Linked DNA regions of Mus musculus: regions 2 and 3 are each linked to region 1. A link is a contact called in public HiChIP or PLAC-seq data. All regions are on one chromosome and are shown on one strand. Each heading gives the region's core, a stretch centred on a gene start, on an enhancer-like site or on the middle of the called end of the contact. The rest is flanking DNA. Distances are from core to core; before and after follow the strand shown. Region 1 has its middle 5.2 kb from the start of Gm41589. Region 2 overlaps Guca1a (guanylate cyclase activator 1a (retina)). Region 3 overlaps Trerf1 (transcriptional regulating factor 1).

What was found. HiChIP or PLAC-seq counts read pairs in DNA pulled down with a chosen protein or histone mark.
Region 2: an H3K4me3 HiChIP or PLAC-seq map of bone marrow-derived macrophages shows a contact between it and region 1, with 3 times the contacts expected there. The contact joins two enhancer-like sites. A contact is called at or near these places in 11 of 39 promoter capture datasets (the 3T3-L1 cell line, 3T3-L1-derived adipocytes, the HPC-7 cell line and 6 more), 9 of 115 datasets of contacts at active chromatin or transcription factors (bone marrow-derived macrophages, embryonic forebrain, embryonic stem cells and 3 more) and 2 of 9 other capture datasets (adipose tissue and liver).
Region 3: an H3K4me3 HiChIP or PLAC-seq map of bone marrow-derived macrophages shows a contact between it and region 1, with 5 times the contacts expected there. The contact joins two enhancer-like sites. A contact is called at or near these places in 5 of 39 promoter capture datasets (the 3T3-L1 cell line, the HPC-7 cell line, frontonasal cranial neural crest and 2 more), 12 of 484 Hi-C or Micro-C datasets (the Ba/F3 cell line, the N1E-115 cell line, bone marrow-derived macrophages and 6 more), 28 of 115 datasets of contacts at active chromatin or transcription factors (CD8 T cells, the HPC-7 cell line, the NIH/3T3 cell line and 23 more) and 2 of 9 other capture datasets (embryonic stem cells and macrophages).

What each region holds. Positions count from the first base shown.
Region 1 is chr17:47,142,749-47,147,088 of GRCm38.p6, forward strand. It overlaps a transcript of Trerf1 not described here. Among named protein-coding and RNA genes, the nearest start is that of Gm41589, 5.2 kb to the left of the region's middle. Within about 2 kb of position 2,438, at least 27 of the 459 cell types and tissues checked have an H3K27ac peak or open chromatin away from gene starts, as enhancers often do. A contact at or near this core is called in the N1E-115 cell line, bone marrow-derived macrophages and pancreatic cancer cells, where this site is marked.
Region 2 is chr17:47,393,235-47,397,574 of GRCm38.p6, forward strand. Guca1a (guanylate cyclase activator 1a (retina)) reads right to left here. Exons shown (of 4, transcript NM_008189.3): 2 at 2,314-2,463; 3 at 1,874-1,967; 4 at 1,323-1,586. The coding sequence ends at 1,423. Among named protein-coding and RNA genes, the nearest start is that of Guca1a, 5.2 kb to the right of the region's middle. Within about 2 kb of position 2,282, at least 173 of the 459 cell types and tissues checked have an H3K27ac peak or open chromatin away from gene starts, as enhancers often do. A contact at or near this core is called in bone marrow-derived macrophages and pancreatic cancer cells, where this site is marked.
Region 3 is chr17:47,292,450-47,296,789 of GRCm38.p6, forward strand. The region is part of intron 2 of Trerf1 (transcriptional regulating factor 1); the gene reads left to right. Among named protein-coding and RNA genes, the nearest start is that of Trerf1, 64 kb to the left of the region's middle. Within about 2 kb of position 1,737, at least 225 of the 459 cell types and tissues checked have an H3K27ac peak or open chromatin away from gene starts, as enhancers often do. A contact at or near this core is called in the N1E-115 cell line, bone marrow-derived macrophages and pancreatic cancer cells, where this site is marked.

The DNA of each region.
Region 1 (4,340 bases), core at 1,188-3,687:
ATGGCCCAAGACGTCAGCAGAGCATGCCTGGGAGAAGCAGTTTCCTTGGCCTTTTCCTCAGGCAGCCGAGGTGATTTAAAAAAAAAAAAGAAGAAGAAGAAGAAAAATAGAAAGAAAGAAAGAAAGAAAGAAAGAAAGAAAGAAAGAAAGAAAGAAAGAAAGGAGTTTTACATTGTCCCAGGCAGTGACAATCGTTTGCTTGCACCCTCGGTACTTCTCATTCAAGGAGTTCTGTGGGGAAGTGTGCTTTGTAGCCCACTCCGACAAGATGCTTGGAGGAGCCAGCACTTAGCTAGTTAAACCAGCAGTCTTTGCCTCTCCTTGCTCGCTTTCTTGGCTCGCAGCCTACTGGGTTCTGCAGATCCTTTAACTTTGATGGGTGCTGGTGTGGGGAGTTGAACTTGGCCAGGAGAATTTGAGCACCAGGGGGTCTGGCCAGGAACTGGTTAGTAGGGATATGGCATAACCACCCAACACCGAGGTTAACTAAAGTCGGTTAAGCTTTCCTGAGTTCTGTAAACAGGTTTTGAGTTTAGAAAGGGAAAATGGGTTAAAAAACAAAACAAAATAATAACACCACCACCACCACCACCACCCCCTTATGTTACTGATAAACAGTCCGTTTTTCCTTCTCTCCTTCCTCCCATCAGGCTTCAGGATCAAGGGATTAATATTTGGCAGATTGAGAGTTGAGTTAGTTCGAAATCTTAGTGCCACCTATCACATGTTCCCAACTAGGCATTAGCTAAACAAATTAGCTGTTATCTTTAACTGGGCTATTGGCTGAGTCTGATTGGGTGTATACGCTCAGAGAGTAAATAAGAATTCCTCATGTGTGTTTATTCCAGGGTGGAATTATTTACATGTCTAACCTGGGAGCCAAGAATGGGTTTTTTTTCCCCCTCTTAACATTTATTTTATTGTCTCGCTTTTGGCCATTAATCAAGTCACAGTAGCGCCCCCCCCCTCCGCCATTCAACTGAGAATGTTCTCGTGGTAATAAAGGCTTGAAGGCCCAAGAATCATAATTCATTCTTTTTATAATATTGTGACAATTGTCAGGATTTGATTTACAGGAATTGATACCCGGAGTGACACACCCCTTTGGGCCCCGCCCTTTCAGGCATGTCCATTTTCGCCAACTGATTGTTTAGAAGCTAGCCTGACATGTTGGGGGGGGGGGAGAGGAGGAGGGAGGGAAGGCGCCTTTGCCTTATGCATTATAGGCACAGAGAAGATTAATTTTGTAGGTTCCAGAATGAACGTGGGTCTTTTCACAGCTTGGTAAGCAGGCATCCACGTAGCAGGCATGTGCTAATATCAGAGAGCATTGACAGAAGCTTACTGTGGAAATAGTCAGTCTAGCAGCTGTGCAGAGAGCACTCTGTTAACCGGCCTGTGCCTGTGCTATTTGTTGAGTTCAGAGTTTAAATTATAAAGAGGGGAGAGAGGAGAGGGTGTTGTGTTCCGTGCCTCGTATATTAAAATGTGCAGACACGGAAAACAAAGCTTATTTAGAATTTTCTCTTTCTTTTTTGATGTATGGGTTTATCGTAAGAACACAAAGTATTGTTTTTCTCTCCCTAGGCAGGGTGGGGTGGTGCATAGAAGAATTTGCCAAGAGGCTGATAGGGTGAGAAGAGCTAAAATTGTTTATATTTAGTAGTTGGTTTGAGTTTGTGGGCATTTGTAACGTGACAGAACTTCTAAGGTGGCTGTATGCTCAAGGCAGGCCAAGGTGAATCTGAAAATGGATAGGGTACCAATTTTTAGCCGGTTCTGCATATGGGGGTTATTGTTATTATTTTTTTTTTAAAGGATAGCTCTTTGGGTTCCAGCTTTATTCTAGAGTCACGTGGAGTGAGAACCCAGAGCTCTTGACACTGTCTTCCTGGGCCAACGGCCAAATTGCTTCATGGACTCAGGGCGAGTTGATTAACTTCTGTTTTTTGTCTTCTCCTGGAGAAATGGATTTGTACGTTGGCATTCCACAAAGGCGCTTGAGCGGCCTGGCAACTGTGCCAACATGTAAAAGCCATTACTTAGGAAAGCCTGCTGTTGGTGTAGAGTCCCTCATTCATTTACATCTTATGGATTTTTTTAAAAATACTTTTAATTGTGTTTTTGTTCGTGAGTCTGCATGTGGGTATGTACACATGTGAGTGCAGATTCCTGCTGAGGCCAGAGGCGTGGGGTCTCCTGGAGCTGCAGTTATAGGCAGTGGTGACCCTCCTAGTGGGTGCTGGGAATGAAGTTCCGGTAGTCTGCCAGGAGCAAGCAGTTAAGTGCCCTTCACTACTGCTGAGCCACCTCTCCAGCCCTGTTGTAGATTTATTAAAAAAAAAAATCCTAATTATACGTGCTGCTGTAGAGGGAGCTTGTACTTTCAGGCACCCAAAATAATTTCAGTTCATCTTCGAAGTTTCCTCTCCAGCCAGCTGGCTGGATGATCTAATGCTGAGTCAAGCTTGAGGTTAGTTAAGCTGTTGTTCCCGGGCAGCAGGTAGCTTTGGGGAGGCGAAGTGGACCCTCAAAGCTTAGTGTGAACTTGCCTGATGAGCTCACATGTGGGCTATTGCAATTCGTGCGAGTGGTGATAGGGTCCTTACTGACTGACGGTGTATGGTGACTTCCGGGACCTGGACTGCCACTCTGGGCTTTTCGGGAGAAAGCTCTAGATGGTTTTATTGACTTTGGATATTGACCCAGAAAAAATAAGGATCCAGACAGGTGCTCCAGACCTGCCCTGGAGCCACACATTTCTGAACTCACGAAACTGTGTGGCTGAAACAGGGAAGAGGGCTGGAGTCCTCAGAGATCTTGTGGGAAGGCTACAATCTTAAAGGATCTTGTGGGTTAACCGTATTTTTAGATTTTCATATTGGAGAGTAACTGGTGAGGTTAAAATATAGTTGAGATTTTTCTCTTTATCCCCACCCTGTCCGGAAAGGGACTAAAACCCGCCGGATTGCAGTTACTGGTATGCTTATCCACTGATGGATATGGGCGTGCGTGCCTGCGTATATGCGTGCGTGCTTGCGCGCATGCGTGTGTGCATACGCAAGCCAGATGTCAGTGTTGCCTGTTTCCTCCTCAGGTGCCCTGTCACCTTATTTAACTTATTTATTCATTTGACTTTTATTTGTGTATATGTGTACCCCTGCGCATGCGTGGCGGTCTAGGGTAGCTTGTGGGAGCTGATTCTCTGCTTCCACTTTGTGGGTTCTGGAGGTCAAACTTAGGTTGACAGTCTCTGTGGCATATGCCCTTACCATGTGTCCCCACCTGTCCCAGGCCTCGGTCCGGCCCTTTTCACTTTAAATTTTGAAACGGAATTTCTCACTGAATCCGGAGCTCATTCATTCAGTGGCTGGCCAGTGAACTCCGGGACCCCATCCTCCTGTCTCTGCCTCCTTGTGCTCCACTATAGCCCCATGCCATCGTGTTTATTGTTTCGCTTGTCTTAGGTGGGTGATGGAGATCTGAACTCGGGGTCCTTCTGCCTCTGCAGCTGCCACTTTACCCACTGTGCCATCCTCCCCGGGGCTGCATTTTAAAGAACTATTAAAGTCTTTCTATGTGAATTGCTCCATGAGTCTTTTAGAAAAGCTCTTCTGAGTTAAAGGACAGACACAACCACCAAAAACCCCTCTGGGATGTTTTCTAAGAATTTGAAATTCCCAGAGTAGCCACTTAGAGGAATTCGGGCCGAGGAAATGAATATTTAGGTTGTTTGTTTCCGCCTAGAGGACAAGAAGCTAGGAGCGGTGTGGGTCATGCTGGCTACTGATCTACTGACATTGAAAATACTTTTAGAGGAAGAAGAGAAGGAAAAATAAAACTTAGGGTCTAAATGGCTATGAGAATTTTGGGATCACATAGTGTGGGGTTATCATTATTATTTTAATTTCTGACTTGAGAAGCCCTGATTTTCATTTATACATTTAGCAGCCACTTTCATTTTATTTTATTTTTTTTAGATTTATTTATTTATTATGTGCAGAAGCCTTTTTTTGCCTTGTATGTCTGTGTATTATCTTGTGCATGCTCAGTGCCCCCAGTGGCCACAAGAGGGCATTGGATCCTCTAGAACTGGAGTTATGGGGGGTGTGAGTCACCATGTGGGTGCTGGGATTGAACCTGGGTCCTGAGCTGTTGCTCCAGCCCAGTTAGCTTATTCTTTCATGAGCACGTGCTATTTGCCGGTCGCATTAAGGTACTGGGAATCTTGGAGATTATAAGACATGCTTCTCTCTCTGGCCACCACGGGTGGATGTGGGCAGAGGTGGATGCTGCAAACTGGGATACATACATGCTCTTGTGAAGTAGGGACCAGGCAG
Region 2 (4,340 bases), core at 1,032-3,531, 250 kb after region 1:
CTGAGTGCACGACTGTGGCCAGCCCCTGGGTGCTTGTATAACATATGTGCACCACTGTGCCCAGTGTGAACTTGAAGTGCGTTTTGCTTTGTTTATTTTTATTTCATGTGTATGGGTGTTTTTTTCCTGCATATGTCTATGCATCATGTGTGTGCACTGTCCACCCGAGGAGACCAGTCCTGTGGCACTGGAGTTACAGATGTTTGTGAACTACCATGTGGGTGCTGGGAATCAAGCCCAGGTCCTCTGCTAGAACAACCAGTGCCCTTACTGGAGAGCTGTCTCTCAGCCTTTTAGAGTTTTGTAGTTTGTAGTATGTTGCTATAAAGTTCTTGTAAGAAATAGCTTAGGGGCTGTCCAGCTGGCAGGATGATGGGATGGCTCAGCGGGTAAGAGCACTGACTGCTCTGCCGAAGGTCCTGAGTTCAAATTCCAGCAACCACATGGTGGCTCACAACCACCCATAATGAGATCTGATGCCCTCTTCTGGCATGTCTGAAGACAGCTACAGTGTACTTATGTATAATAATAAATAAATCTGGCTGGGCAGTGGTGGCACACGTCTTTAATCCCAGCACTTGGGAGGCAGAGGCAGGCGGATTTCTGAGTTCAAGGCCAGCCTGGTCTACAGAGTGAGTTCCAGGACAGCCAGAGCTACACAGAGAAACCCTATCTTGAAAAACAAACAAACAAAACAAACAAACAAATATCTTTGGGCCTGAGTGAGCAGAGTTGACCAGGACCAACAGGGTCGACTAGAGCAAGCAGAGGTCCTAAAAATTCAATTCCCAACAACCACATGAAGGATCACAACAGTGCACTCATATACATAAAAAAAAATTTTTTTTAAAAAGAAAAAGATCTAGCTTAGATGAAAATGGTCCGTGTAAAATATGAGTATATCCCAGGCAGGAAAATGATGTGTTCCCCAAATCATGGAGGTACATGGGGCAGGCTGGAAGATGCATCATCTAACACTAGCACACAGTAGGTGCTCAATAAATGTTGGCCTTACACCTGAAGCCACACAAACTCCAGGGTCAGGACTGAGTGTGACCGCCCGAGGTTCCATCTGAGGCGATGCGGGCGGGGGGGGGGGGGCGCTCTCAGAGCTTCCACATCCGCAAGGTCATGGCCTGGGGAAGTAGAGCAGGGAGCTGGGCAAGAAGATGGGAGGGGCCAGAGAGGGACTGGCAGGAAGCACCATCATCCTTCGAGTTCCCTAGAGGATTAGGGACCATCCTTCTGTCCTGGGCTCTCAACTCCTGATACTGCCCCTCCACCCAGAACTATGTACCCAAAGAAAAAAGCTGAGACTCTGAGTTCAGGAGGTTCTATGTAATGTTAAGACAAGAACAGAACAACCACACCAGGCACCGCACGGGGCCAGCCCTCAGCAGGCAGAAGCCACAGGGTGAATGCTCAACCCGCAGCCTCCGCTGCCAGGTCGCCGGTGCCTGCCTCCTCGTGTTCGCCGTTCTGGAGTCTGCGCACGATGCCGGTCAAGTCCAGGCTTCGGGTCAGCGTGTCCAGGAGCATCTGGTCCTTCTGCACACCTTCCATGAACTCCTCCAGGGACAGTTCCCCTGGGATGGAGAGAAAGAGATTCGCGGGATGAGGTCTCAGGAGTCCAGGGCTCAGAGCTATATGCAAAAGGCAGGGACAGAGCCAGCGCTGGGGCAGTGATAACGGATCCAGAACCCAAAGTCTGGTGCAGGGATCCCCCAAATCCAGGTCTGCATCCAGAGCAAAGGTGGGTAGAAGAGGCGACCGGCAGAAGGCCCTGTGTCCCCCTCCTCTCTTGCCCCTCTCCAGGAGTGACTGCCATCTCTGCTGACCCCTCCCCTGGAGAGCCCCTCCTCGGCCCCCTCACCATCCCCGTTGATGTCGATCTTGGCAAACACGGTATCTGTGAATTCCTCGGCACTCATGGATGAGTCGCTCCAGGGATTAATGGTTCGGATGGCCTGGGAACACAAACAGGCAGAAGTGAGGAGACCCTTCCCAGTGGTGGGAGTGGGAGCAGAGCGAGCTTGTCGAAGCCCTGAACGGTTCAGAGTAGAAATCAAGGTTAGGGCCTCAGGCACTTGGGACACCGAGGTAGGATTGTCTCAAACTCGAGGTCAGTAGTCAGTATGGGCCAAGGAGTTGTGAGCTAGCCTAAGTTAAAATCGAAAGGGAAAAAAAAAAAAAAAAAAAAAAAAAGGCGAGGAAGGCGTGTCGTGGTAGCTCATGCCTTTAATCCCTGCCCTCTGGGAGGCAGAAGGCATAGACAGCCAGTTTTCTGGCCCAGCCCTCTGCACCTGGAGTTACCCGGATGATGGTGAGCAGCTCGTCCCTGTCTATGCACCCGTTGCCGTCGACGTCGTAGAGCTTGAAATACCAGCGCAACTTCTGTTCCACTTTGCCCTTGAGGACCAGGCTGAGGGCTGCCACGTACTCCATGAAGTCAATGTAGCCATCCTGGGCAAGGGGCGAGGCGGGGTAAGCTCACCAGGGCTCCGCCCACCCCACTCAGAGCCCCGCCCGCTTCAGCCAGAACCCCGCCCCCAAGGCCTCTGTTCAATTCTCCACACCCTTCACTACTGAAGGCAAAAGCAGAAGGGAGCAGAAGCCAGTCTGCTCTGCAGTGCTCAGCCCCCTTGTAGCACGAATATCTGTCTTTCTGGACACTTCAACAGTGCCCGCCTCGCATCTTCCTCAAAGCTGCCAATCAAGTCTGTTAGAACCACCCCCACTGCGTCCCTTTGATTCTAGAACAGGGATCGTTCCCATAGCTTGAGCAGGTGGAAGAAGGAAGAAAGAAAGCCAGGGCTGGAGGCTTGACTCCAGAGAGTTCTAGCAGTGCTGGCCTGGAGGTAGGGGCAAGAGACCCATATAAAGGCTCTTTCCTCTTGGCTTCAAGCTCCACTAAGCTCTATTGTGTGCCGAGAAAGACTGAGAACTCAGCGGAACAGTCGCCCTGTCCTGACAGAAACGCAGTGTTGGAGGAGCAGGTTTGAATCCTGCCTCCTCGATCCTCCTGAGTTCTAGGCTATGGGACACAGGACTTAGCATGTCCGTTCTACAATACTCGACCTCCTCATCTGAAAATGGCCGGCTATCAGAATTGCTTTTGGTGAACCGAGTCCGTGTAGCTTAAACACCCAGCACAGCTTAAACACCCAGCACAGCTTAAACACCCAGCACAGGCAGAGCGCAGTAAGGCAGTGAATCCCGTTACCTGCTGTTTGATTTGTTTGTTTGCTTGCTTGGTTGGTTTGGGGGGTTTGGGTTTGGTTCCGCTCCGCTCCCCACCCCCAACCAGGGTTTCTCTGTGTAGCCCTGGCTGTCCTAGAACTCACTTTGTAGACCAGGCTGGCCTCGAACTCAGAAATCCGCCTGCCTCTGCCTCCCAAGTGCTGGGATTAAAGGGGTGTGCCACCACCTCCCGGCTTGGGTTTGGTTTTATTTCGAGACAGGGTTTCTCTGTAAAGCTCCGGCTGCCCTGGAACTAGCATTGTGAACCAGACTGGCCTCAAAAGTCAGAGCTTCACCTGCTTCTGCCTCCCAAGTGCTAGGATCAAAGGTGTGCCCCGCTATGCGCAGCTCTGTTACTTTCTTTTAAAAAATTATTTGCTTATGTGTATATGTCTGTGTAAACGTGTGACATATATGTGTTCATGCTTTTAGAGGCCAGAAGAGAAAGTCGCCTCCCCAGGTGACGGTTGTGAGCAGCCTGATGTGGGTGATGGAGCCAAACTCAAGTCCTCTGGAGAAGCAGCAAGCACTCGACCACTGAGCAACCTCATCAGGACCAGTACACAGTCACTATGGGGCTGGGGGTGGCAGGAGACAACTGTGCCATCGCACTGTATCCAATACTGGGACATTATAGAATCATCTAACTCCGCTAGGGCAGGACAGTTCAAATGGCCCTTCAAGAGAAGGGGACATCTCCACTGAGTCTTGAAGGGGGTTCACACAGAGGAGCATGCAACCTTCATAGGTAGCACAGAATTGCTGCAATCCTGGGAGCTGAATGCTAGGGCCCCAAATACATCCAGCAAGCAACTCAGCTACATCGACAGCTCGAGAAACACAAGACCTGTTTACAGGATGACCCTCAGGGCCCCCGCCTCTCTGCTCCTGCCTATCCCAGCATGTCAGAAAGCTAAACATTTGGGCTGGAGAGATGGCTCAGTGGGTAAGAGCACTGACTGCTCTTCTGAAGGTCCTGAGTTCAAATCCCAGCAACCACATAGTGGCTCACAACCATCTGTAATGAGATCTGCCTTGGTCCTTGACTTTCACTCTTCTTGTATTGCTGAACACTTTTAAAATGAGGAGTTATATCACTG
Region 3 (4,340 bases), core at 487-2,986, 150 kb after region 1:
ACAGAGCTGGTTTATGGAACACAAGTGGAGGTGGGAATCTGGTGTGAAGGAATCCCAGCCTCGATACTGATTACAGTGTCTGAACTGGAGCATGATAGATAGATAGATAGATAGATAGATAGATAGATAGATAGATAGATAGATAGATAGAGGAAGGAACAAACAAACTAAAATGGGTACAACTATACTCTTGTGGACCCAGCCATTTGGTGGCAGAAGCAGGAAGATCATTTCAGATTAGAAATTCAGGGCCTGTCTGTGGAACCCATTTCAAACCCAAATAGCTGGACATGGTCGTTCACACATATTATCCTAACACTCGGAAAGCTGATGCAGAAAGATCACTATGAGTTTGAGGGCAGCCTGGGCTACAGATAGTATTTCAGGCCAGGCCGGTCTACAGAGTGACATCTTTTCTCAATCAATCAATAAATAAATATCAAACGATCAGAGGCAAGACACAGCTCATGGCTAGCCATTGCTTGCAGCAGGTATCAGCCTTGGGTTCTTGAAAAGAGCCTGAAATATCCCATCCTCCATACACACTCCTGTGTCCTGTTCTGTGATGTGCCACGAGAGGTGCTGGAGCCTCTCGCTGTGGTCTGTTCCCTTATGGAGCCTTATGAAGGGCGGTCTGGCTGCCCATAACCATGGTCCTCTGGCCAGGGAAGAAGGATCTTCAACATCCATTCACCTCCATTCTGTGTGTGCACCAATTACGCATGGGGTGATGGGCGTGCCATAGCAGGAGCGCAGGGTCAGAGGTCAGCTCTTTGGACTCCCTTCCACTGTTACATGGTCTCCAGGGAATCAAGCTGAAGTTGCCGGATTTATGTGGCAGACACCTTTACCCACCAAGCCATCTTCCCGCCCCCGCCTTCAGCTGTCTTCGCCTCTGCTTGGTGGTTTTCTGCACTACCAGGTTTATCTCAGGCCACTTCCTGATTTGATATCGATCAGGTACCCACTTTTGCCTCAGGGACTGCTACTTTTAGTGACTCTGGGCTCTGTGTGGTGAACGTGTAGCATCAAAAAGGCATAGCCAAAGAGTTGCCTAAAGAACCAAATATCTTCACTTAGAAAGGAAGCTGAGGGAGAGAGTGCTGTGCCTGTGAGGGGTCAGGGAAGGCTTCCTGGAGGAGGAAGACTTGCATTGAGTCAGTGGCTCCAGTAGGTGAGATGGCAGCAGAGGGAGTTTGGGTTCTACAACGTTTGGCTGTAGAAATGGTGGGGTCTAGTCTTAGAGACCAGTAACTGTTCTCATAGGCAGTAAGTGCCAGCTAGTGGCTTCCAGGCCCACAGATGGCCTCCATGGCCCCTCCCGAAGGTTCCGCCAGCTGTTAGCATATCCAAAGTCCTATGAAGTCCTACTGTGTGCCCCCAGGCTCCTGAGTCGTCTAGCCATCCACAAACATCATCAACTTGTGTGCTTCTGCCTTAAGTTTTCCCAGAACCTGGGTCACCAAGCTCAGGAATTGGCATCTTTCTCTAAAACTGTAAGGACCAAACTCTATTCAAACTACCTCGTGTTGCTTGGTTGTTTGGGGAGGGAGGGGGTTGCTAGGCAACCTGGGTAAGGGGGTGGATGGGATTAGGGAAAGGTTTTTCTCTTCCCATACAGTTAGGAGAAGGTGTCCTGATGTTCTCAATCAAATGAGTGGCTAGGCCCATACGCCTGGGGCTAGAGGCCCAACCCCACCAGTAAACCTCAGAGTCTATTAACAGCCTCTCTGCTGGGTGAGTCACCCTTCCTGCCCCTCCTTACCTCTACTTACTCAGGGCTCTGAGGCCAGACTGATCCTTCCATCCAGCTGGCTTGGCCCAGGGCGAGCTCAATGAGATTAACTATTTAACTATTTCCCACTGGTGAATTCCCCGAGGCAGCTGAGCCCTGGTTGAAGCAAGGGCTTGTCCTGGATACACCCATGGAGATAATTCCAGAACCAGGAAGCAGGGTGCAGCGCATCCAGGACTGTCTGAGGAGCCTGGGGTGCCAGAGGCACTGGGTATAAAGCCAGGAGGTGTCCCGGGCTGAGGGCCCCTGTGCTGTCAGGGTTACATAATAGCTGACAGAAACATGCTCTCAAGTGAGTCTTTAAGTGCTCCTCTGGAGACTGGCCATCAGCACAGCATGATGACAGAGTGAATGTCTTGCTCCTAAAACTACCTTAAGTCCCTGACCTGCACTGGTCGTAACACGTGCGCCATTCTGATATGTTCTGATTTCTGTGTTTACTTGTTTGCGTGTGGACATTTGAGGCAGGGTCTCTCAAACTCTGTAGCCGAAACTGGCCTTGAGCCCAAGATGCTCCTCCCCTGTCAGCCACCATGGTCAGCTATGTATTTTTTACATGTGTGTGCATGTGTGCATGCCTGTGTGCATTTGTGTGTGCGCGCACGTGTGCTTGTGCATGTGGAAGCCAACGGACAATCTCAAGTGTCTTCCTTGTCTTTTATGACAACCGCCCCTTGGCCTGGAACTCCCAGATTAGGCCAGTGAACTCCAGGAATCCTCCCTGTCTCCACTGCCCAGCGTTGGGTACAGTGTCCAAGGAGGCCAGAAGAGACGGGGTTAGGACCCTGGACTGGAGTTACAGGTCATTTGAACCATCATGTGCGTGCTGGAAACCAAACCCAGGTTGTCTGGAAGAGCAGCCAAGTGCTTTTAACTGCTGAGCCTTCTCCTCAGCCTTCCTCCCCACAATGGGCTGCTCTTTGGGGACCCTCTAAGATACCAGTGTGGAGGAGGATCTACTGTTTCAAGCCCTGGTCCAGGATTTTTGGGGTGTCCCGGGGAGCACCTAGAGAAACTCCTCACACTGAGTTCCCTCTTGAAGCTCAGGGTCCTGTGTTCTGCAGAAGCAGAGCCTGGGGTATAGGACAGGAAGTCACTTGCCCAACAGGGTCCCAGAGCTGGCCCTTCTCTGTTTGGTCCAGCTTATCTTTTTGTGAGGTTTGCATTTCCTGAATCTTCGGCAGCTGGATGGGGGTGGGGAGTAGGGTAGGGGAAGTGGGCTTAAAGGAGCCCTATCTGAGACTGTTTAAATTTCCGGTGACGAGGAGATATTAAATATTATTTACAGTAGTCTGTGAGCCTGGAATCCAGCAGACACAGGGGGGAGACTCGGTTGGAATCCAGAAGACCAAGAGGAGAGGAAGGGATGGCCACGTGAGGGCTAGTCAGAGGCAGCAAGACACAGTGATGACACAGAAATAAATGGGAGTTTGTGTTCTCCCGCCTCCACGGGACTCCATGGAGATTCACGTGCTTGGACCTCTGGACTTCTGCCTCCCTGGGGCTCCCGTCACTCAACTTGGAATGAGTTTGCATCCATAGAAATTGTGGTTGTCCGTGTCCCTTGTGTTGTTTTTAGAGAGCTCATTCTGACGTCTCAGAGGCTGCTATGAGGTCTGAAGGCATTCCCTGGTAGCGGGGAAAGTCCGTCAGAGCAGATGAATGGGAGCTGAGGCCACTTCCGGCCCTCATCTCCGGGATAGTCCGGCTAGACGGCATGTGCCTAGTTCCTCAGAGTGACCATCATTCAGTGGGAGGAAAAGTTGTAACCCAAAATAATGCAATGGTGACCGTGCTGCCAGTTTCCTGAGAGTGTGGCCTTCTGGACACAGGAAATGACAGGCAGGGAACATGGGTAGGCTGGGATCACTCCCGGTGCCTGGCTGCATGCTCTTCGGCTTCTCATTAATAGATATTATTATATTTTTTGTTGTTTTAAATTTTAAAAATAATTTTACATGTATGAGTGTTTTTGTCTGCCTGTATGTTTATGCGTAATATGTATACAGTGACTGTGGAGGCCAGAAGAGGGAATATGATCTCTTGGAACTATAGTTGGTTGTAAGCTGAATTGGACCCTGGGCCTCTGGAAGAGCCTCTAGTATGCCCCTAACACTGATTGATATATCTATCTATCTATATCTATATCTATATAGATATATAGATATATAGATGTGCATATATATATATATATACATTAGTACAGAGAGGCTTTGAATATGAAATCCTCCTGCCTTAGCATCCTACAGACATTGCTGTGTGTCATCTGGCAATGACACCATGATTTTCTTTTCCTGGACCCCAGAGAACAGAGTCGCATCTTGAAGAGTCTCAGGTTTGGAGTTGGAGCTTTTGTAGTCAGGCAGTCTTGGAGTCCAGGGTCCTGGGGAAGGGAAAGGAGCCAGCTGTGCTTCACAGGAGGCACATGTAACTTCAAGAATGTAGGGAAATGGGGAAGAGGGACCCTTTAGTTACATCATATGGATGTGTCACCAGTAGCCCCCTGGAAGCCTGGAGTCTGGTGGCCTGAGGCCTGTACACAGTT